2 separate regions of the Mus musculus genome follow, and region 2 is linked to region 1. A link is a contact called in public promoter capture Hi-C data. All regions are on one chromosome and are shown on one strand. The core of a region is the stretch at or near the end of the contact, and the rest is flanking DNA. Distances in the headings are between cores, read along the strand shown.

Region 1 (3,578 bases), core at 275-2,774:
AGAATGCTAAAAAGCAAGCCAAAATGAATCCAAAAAAACACGCTGCAGATCTACATAGGTGGGCATCTTTAGAAAGTCTCAAGATTTGAGAAAATGCTTCCAGCAGACGGCAGAGTGGGCTCTAGGCACAAACCTACCTGAGAATGTTGCTTGTCACAGGTGAGTAGGGTATGGAAGAGGGTTTCCCAAATCTTACACCTATTTTAAGGTAAGCAAGATGTGTTAAATAAGCACATTAGCTCAATGGTACCCAGTAATGAAGGGTTATTATTACGTGGAATTGAAGGATCCAGGCCTACACTTTGTCCAAGTTTATAGTCCAGTGATGTCCATGGTTACTAAAATGGATACATGGACCTACAAGATAGTTCAGAGTATAAAGGCACCTACCACCAAACCTGACAGACAAATCAGACACAGGCCCCATGTGGTAAAAGGTGAGAACCCACTCCTGCAAGTTGCCCTCTGACCTCTACACATGTTTCCAGCACACATACAGGGGTATGCTCGCACACATGCACTCATACTTACAAAAAAAAAGGGTAATAATAAAAAATAAAAATGGGCCAAAGAACCCATACCCACGGTGCCCTTTCCTTGGAGGAAGGCTTATTCATATTATCACTAAAGAAATTTTATTCACGGGTTCCAAATCCCCCATTCTATGATTTGCCCTGTGAACGAAAGCTGGAGAGAAAAAAAAAACAAACCTGCAGCTGGCACTGACCCTCTTTCTGCAAAGCTAATTAACCGACTTGAACTTCAACCTTTGCGGAGAGGCTGCAATGTCTGGAGCTTATTGGCAGTTTTCCTTGGGCCCTCTCCAGTTCCCTTAATAGCTACCCGTTGCCTATCCTGTGTCTAACCTACCAGCTCGTGAATAACAGGTAAAACCGCCTGGAACATAATCAAGCCATACATTGAGAGTGCAGTCAGATTGCATCTGAGGCCTGTAGCTGAGGTTCCCTCCCTTCTGCAGCCAGCCTACCTGGGGGGTCCCACCGACATATTTTTGACGTCTTGATTTATGACTTTCTTTTTCTGTTATTATGGAATTTTTTTTAATCAAATTGTTACAACGTTGGAACGTAGACTTTGGGGTAACCCAAACCTGGCCATGACCCCTCCTATTGGCTCCAGAATGAACTCTCTCTAAGTTCCCTGGGAGGTGAGAACTGTGTTTTTTAGCACGCACAGCTCAACTGCAAACCACACTCATTCATTCCCTGCTCCACCACCCGGGATCTTAGTGGGGACGCTGTCTGCGGGCACAGCGGGTGGTGGCCTGGGTGGCTTGGGACTCCAGCCTTCCTCACCGGGCAGCGCAGCCTGGCGGGTGCAGGCGGACTCCCGTGCGCGCGCCCTGCGCACCGCCCTCCCGCCCCGCGCTCCGGGGCGCGGCCAGGGCACAGCACCCGCCCCGAGCAGAGCGCCGAGTTCCTTGAAGGCCGGCGGCCGCGGCAGACCTGCCTTCGCTCCCTCCCTCCCTCCCGTGACGCGCGTGCCCCGCAGCGCGCAGCCGCAGCGCCGCCAGCATGCGCGCCGAGGCCCGCGGCGGCCTGGAGCGCTTCTGCAGTGCGGGCAAGGGCCGGGGGCTCCGCGCGCTGCGGCCCTTCCACGTGGGCGACCTCCTCTTCTCCTGCCCGGCCTACGCCTGCGTGCTCACCGTGGGCGAGCGGGGCCACCACTGCGAGTGCTGCTTCGCCAGGTACGCGGGGACCGTGCGGGCGGGAGGGGCCACGCGGAGCCACGTGCGCCGCGTCCGCTGAGCCACGGCCTGCCCCGCAGCCGGACCTGCGCCGCCCCACGCGTGTCCGTTCTAGCTTAGGTTCTCTGTGGTCCCGAGGCCTCCCGAGCTGTCCTGAGATGGGCGGCTCCCCCACCCCCTAGGGAGTGATGACCCGATCAGCCAGGGACGCTTCCGGTCATTCTGGAGGAGGGAAGCTATGGAACAGACACGCCTATGAGACTGGGCTCCGTGGATTGGGATGAGGGGACACAGTTTGTTGGGAGAATATTTGATTGTACTACTTCATACATGTCCTGAGTGTGTAGATGCTGTATCCACGGCCACATGCTAAGCCTTAAGGTAGTTGCGGATCAGGAAGGTGCGTTGGGATTCCCCCATCCCACCCTGTGTCTTCATTTTACAGACACACTTTATCTTAAAGGCCGAGAAGAGATCATTTTACTGTTGGGACACTAAAGCCCAGAGAGGAAGGGTAGCTGTGTATACACAAGGCACTAATTAGGGGCTGGAGCCTGGCCTGTCAGGACTGACACGTCCCGCCCACCCACTTCCTTGCTTCCTAAGTTTGCTGAGGTAGGGGGTCTGGCTTTGGAGTTGAGCCTGTCCCAGGCCATCTGTGGATGCCTGAGGAAGGAACCCTGCCTGACTTGCTTTGAAGGTCAGTGTCATCACCTTTGAAGTGGAGATGGTGGGCTAGATTAAGCTAACCTGGGGTTCTGCAGGTACCTCTTGCGGGCTGCCCCCAGTCCTGCACTCCACGAAGCTCTCAGCCTCCCAGACTCGTGCGCCTCGTTCTACAATAAGACAACAAAAGAATGGACAAAGGTTGCATATTAGAGTAATCTCGGCCGGACTCCCTGCCAGAACTGTCTTCCGCTGGGGGGGACCTGGAAAGGAACTAGACGCAGAAGCGTGCCGTGGGCAGCGGAAGGGCTGTATGTGATGTGCCTCTTTGAATTGGCGAGCCAAGAGCTAAAGGGTCATGGCACCACTTTGCGACGTTTGAGTGAAGTGAGCATTGGGTTTTCCCAAAGTTAAAAAGGCTGCTGCAACTGGTCCCTTGATCTTCTGAGCCTCGCTGTGGCTGGGAGTCTGCAGCAGTGTGGGTGTCTGCAGTAAAGGAGCAAAGCGGGTCACCCAGCACAGAGGGGGCCTCCGTCAGGGGTCCTGGCGCTTGGTGTGCGGTGAGAGGCGTGGGCCTTGCGGAGTGCGTAGTAGGGACTCGTGGCCAGTTCTCTCCTCCTGAAATTAAATATCTGCGTTGACAGCTGAGGCGTGCTTCTCTCCTGTTGGGAGTGTCCTGATTGTACAAAGACACACAAGCTTCCAGAAGTACCCTTACAAATCACCCAGCCTCAGGAATCCTGTCATTTGTGACAGCTAACCCCCCACTCCCCTTGACATTTGTTAATGTCACTAATTTTGCCTCAGTTCCCTCTCCTGGGCCCCCCAGGCTGCCATTCCATTGTCAACCAATCTCTTCTGTTTGGCTTATGTAACAGTCAGAACTTGGAACTCAACTAAAATATTGCCCAAGAAATAAAACTCACAAGATCCGTGCACCTAGAGAAATCTTCGTACCGCATCCCGTGGTTGCCGTAAAATCTGGTTAGTTTTGCTAGATCGTTCTAAGACTGTGTTACTCCATCTCCTACTTGTGTGTGACTGAGGCCTGACCTGTTCTTGTGTATTAAAGGGGGGGATGCACAGCTCTGTGGAGTTTCAGGAGCATGTTACAGGTGGGGTGCGTGTCGGTTCATGTGTCATGCCCCCAGAAAAAAGCTGCGCTGTCCTTTTTTGTGCTAGAAGTATAGTATTATCACTTAAG
Region 2 (3,578 bases), core at 731-3,230, 120 kb before region 1:
GTCTTCTCAGGAGGCCTGGAACATGCCTAGGACGAGGGTTTTTCTTGTTCTGTTTTTCTGTTTGCTCAGGGTACCTTGTGGCGAAAAGCAAAAGCGTTTGTGCCAGCCAGCCCTGAGTTAGACTTCCATGTCCATTACACATTAATATGTAACCTTGAGCGGATGGCAAATGGTCCCCATGCCTCACTTTCTTCATCTATGCCTGGGGACGAAAAGTCGGTAGCACAGAGAGTTTCTATGAAGATAAAATTATGCCTAACAGGGTGCCCACCGCACAGCCATTTCTTTTGAGTGGCTGCAGTTGGTATCAAGGACAGAAAAACAATAGCATCTCCTGGGCTGGCTACAGGCAGTGTACAGCTCTAAGCTCTTGGCTTCCGTGACTCCTTTTACTGAGACTCCGGTGGGGTGGCCTGGGAGATAGGTTAGGGGGTAAAGCGCTTGCTGTGCAAGCAGCAGGACCTGAGTGCAGATCCCAGAACCCAGATAAACACAATGGTATGTCCCTGCCATGCCATGCCAGCCCTGGGCACGGGGGGGAGTCAGGGATCTCTGAGGCTTGCTGGCCAGCCAGGTCAGCTGGAGCAGTTTCAGTAAGAAGCCATGTGGCAAGATGGAGTCTGATAAAGACCGAAGTCACCCTCGGGGCTCTAGACACGCACACATATGTAGACACATGCATTGAGGAGCATTGCCTACAGATATACCATACACACAAAGAACACTTCAGGAGAGTCCGAGTGCCGGGCTCAGCTTTGCCTCATTTTAGACTCAAGGAAACAGAGGCCCATTTACCTGTCACACCATCAGTCCATGGTGAACCACGGCAGCTTGGTTCAGAGGACTCCTAGAATAACAAAGTCTACTTATGGCTTTACATAGCTAAGCTTCCATTCTTACCTAGAAAACCTGAGGGAAAGATTTCATCACTGGTCCCTTGTTCATTGACACTAGAGGTCAACATCCAACGTCAACTGGACTCTGCCTCCTTGGAAAGGTCCCAGGCCTAGTCTGGATAGTGGACCTCTATGAAAGCTAACCTTTGACCTCGCCTCCCAACGGGAAACAAAACAAGGGTTACATAAACCAGAGCTGGCTGGCATTCTTGACACCCTAAGGTGCTTCTGGAGCCTCAGGGCAAACAACACTGACCAAAAGAGAGGACTAGTGTTCAGCTACTCTTGGCCCCCGAGGCCTGTCACTGTTGGGCCAGTTTGGCTCAGCACCCAGGATATTGATTGGTTTGGCTATACCACCCATGTGTCCTCAAAGGTAGACTAGTGATTTGAACATTAACTCAAAATGAAGTTACACAAACTACATAAGTGAATTCATGGTTAGAATGATAGAAGAATCCTTTAGAGAAATTACTTAATTTTCAAACACTAAGTGCTGCCAGTGAAGAGGGTACATAGCCTCCTTCAGGATGAATCCCAAGCCCCCCCCCCCCCAAGCTCTCTGTCGCTCACAGTGTGTTAGAAAACTCACACTAATTTATATTTTCTTTTTCTTTTTTTTTAAGATTTATTATTTATTATATGTAAGTACACTGTAGCTGTCTTCAGACACTTCAGAAGAGGGAGTCAGATTTCGTTACGGATGGTTGTGAGCCACCATGTGGTTGCTGGGATTTGAACTCCGGACCTTCGGAAGAGCAGTCGGGTGCTCTTACCTGCTGAGCCATCTCATCAGCCCTATATTCTCTTTTTAATGATTTTTCCTTCTGGAAGATTCACCCATACTGCAGCTCTTAGGATCCCTCACATGTGCTTCTCCTCCTCCTCCTCCTCTTCCTCCTCCTCCTCTTCCTCCTCCTCCTCCTCCTCCTCCTCCTCCTCCTCCTCCTCCTCCTCCTCCTCCTCCTCCCCCTCCTCCTCCTAAGTCAGACATACTCAGCTTTTGAAGCACACTGCAGCTTCATCTAAGCGTGTGGGAATTCCCAGCAGCCCTGTGGCCATGGTAACCTGAAGAGGGCGCTATAGCACTATGGCAGTCCATTTAAGTACTAAGACAGGGCTACCTAGCTTTGAACAGGAGGGTAGAACATACTGTGAGGAAACGCTGGGCAGAGGCTGGTTCATGTCTCAGCCAACAAAGAGGAACAAGAGACTTCATCTCCTGACTCAGAGCAATGCTGAATTGAGAACGTCTGCATCTGGAATTTTTCATTTAGTGGTTTTGGATTGCTTTTGACCACATGTATCTGAAATTGTAGAAAACAAAACCACAGATAAGGGAGCCTGTTCTCTTGCCAAGTGAGATTCATGACATAGGTAGTCTTAGTAGCCAGTACCCACCGTCTACAGCAGCTCTGGCTATTTATACAACGTGTTGCTTCAATAAACTTTCCTCGTATGAATTGGTTTTGCTAAGCTGTTAGACAGCACTCTTTAACTCTGATTTTTAAAACATTTAAATTATCCAGATCAGTAAATAGAAGTTCTGTGATTACATTCTCTCTCTCTCTCTCTCTCTCTCTCTCTCTCTCTCTCTCTCTCTCTCTCTTTGTGTGTGTGTGTGTGTGTGTGTGTGTGTGTGTGTGTAAAGAAGGCTGAAATTCTGAAATTGCCACCAACTAAATCTTCTCTGGAATCATTAGCAAATGTCAAACAGAAGCAATGACTCGGACACAGTCGTCAGCACTGATTTAAGCCCTTTGAACTTATGGCCTAGCACTGGGGTCGAGGATTACTTGTTACACCACTTGTACATCACACATGAATCTCTGGGCTCCATGCCCACTGACACATGAACTAGGCAAATGCCTGTAATCTTAACAAGAGGTAGAGGCAAGAGGATCAGAAGTTCAAGGCTATCTATAGCTACTTTCTAAGTTCAAAGCTAGCCTAGGCCACATGAGAGTCTGTTTTGTTTTTTTTAAAAAGGTCCATATTTTATGCCACCAAATAGCTAATTCATAGTTCACTAATAGGAGCCACAAACTCGAGTTTAAATACAGACATACCATAAACTGTTTGCAGCTCCACCTCAGCATGCATGCAACATCTCCCTTCCAGGCTTTAGGGATGTGTTAACTAAGGCAAGAGTAACCTAAAAAGGGCATGGTGATATAGTGGCAGTCCATTAACACTGTGACAGAGCTACCAGCATCGAACAGGAAGGGGGAACATACCGTGAGGCATCCAGAATACCACACAATTCTGGTCTCTCCTCCCAACAATAATCAACCCATCTTCACGGGTTTCTTAGAGATGACAAAAGTGGGGGCGGGGCGGTGTTGGTGACAGCAGAGGGGGCAGTACAGTAGTGATGGTGGTGGTGACGGTGATGGTGGTAGAGAAGGGGATGGTGATGACAGCGGTGGTGGTGATGGTGGTGGTGATGACGGTGCTGATGGGAACAGAAGCTGCTTTCTTTCGGCCAAGTTTTTCCATATACCGACCACTATAATTCTGTGACTTAAGTTAATGTACACTGTCCGCTGGAAACCTCGGACTTGAGATTTCTTCCCAAATCCCTAATTGTGCTCTCTTGAACAAAGAACACTGTGACAGGATACTCTTGCCCAGAGTAGCCACATCTTCCATCATATAAGGCCTCCATGTTAAGTGGTTTTT

Evidence for each region. Promoter capture Hi-C pulls out the DNA fragments that hold promoters and counts their contacts.
Region 2: a promoter capture Hi-C map of liver shows a contact between it and region 1. The contact joins the enhancer-like site here to the promoter of Smyd2 in region 1. A contact is called at or near these places in 2 of 39 promoter capture datasets (both in liver), 5 of 484 Hi-C or Micro-C datasets (embryonic stem cells, lens fibers and liver) and 1 of 115 datasets of contacts at active chromatin or transcription factors (the SCID.adh cell line).

What each region holds. Positions count from the first base shown.
Region 1 is chr1:189,920,237-189,923,814 of GRCm38.p6, reverse strand. Smyd2 (SET and MYND domain containing 2) reads left to right here and starts at 1,524. Exons shown (of 12, transcript NM_026796.2): 1 at 1,524-1,708. The coding sequence starts at 1,536.
Region 2 is chr1:190,039,898-190,043,475 of GRCm38.p6, reverse strand. All of the region lies in intron 1 of Gm39736 (a long non-coding RNA gene), which reads left to right. Among named protein-coding and RNA genes, the nearest start is that of Gm39736, 3.5 kb to the left of the region's middle. Within about 2 kb of position 1,980, at least 2 of the 459 cell types and tissues checked have an H3K27ac peak or open chromatin away from gene starts, as enhancers often do. A contact at or near this core is called in liver, where this site is marked.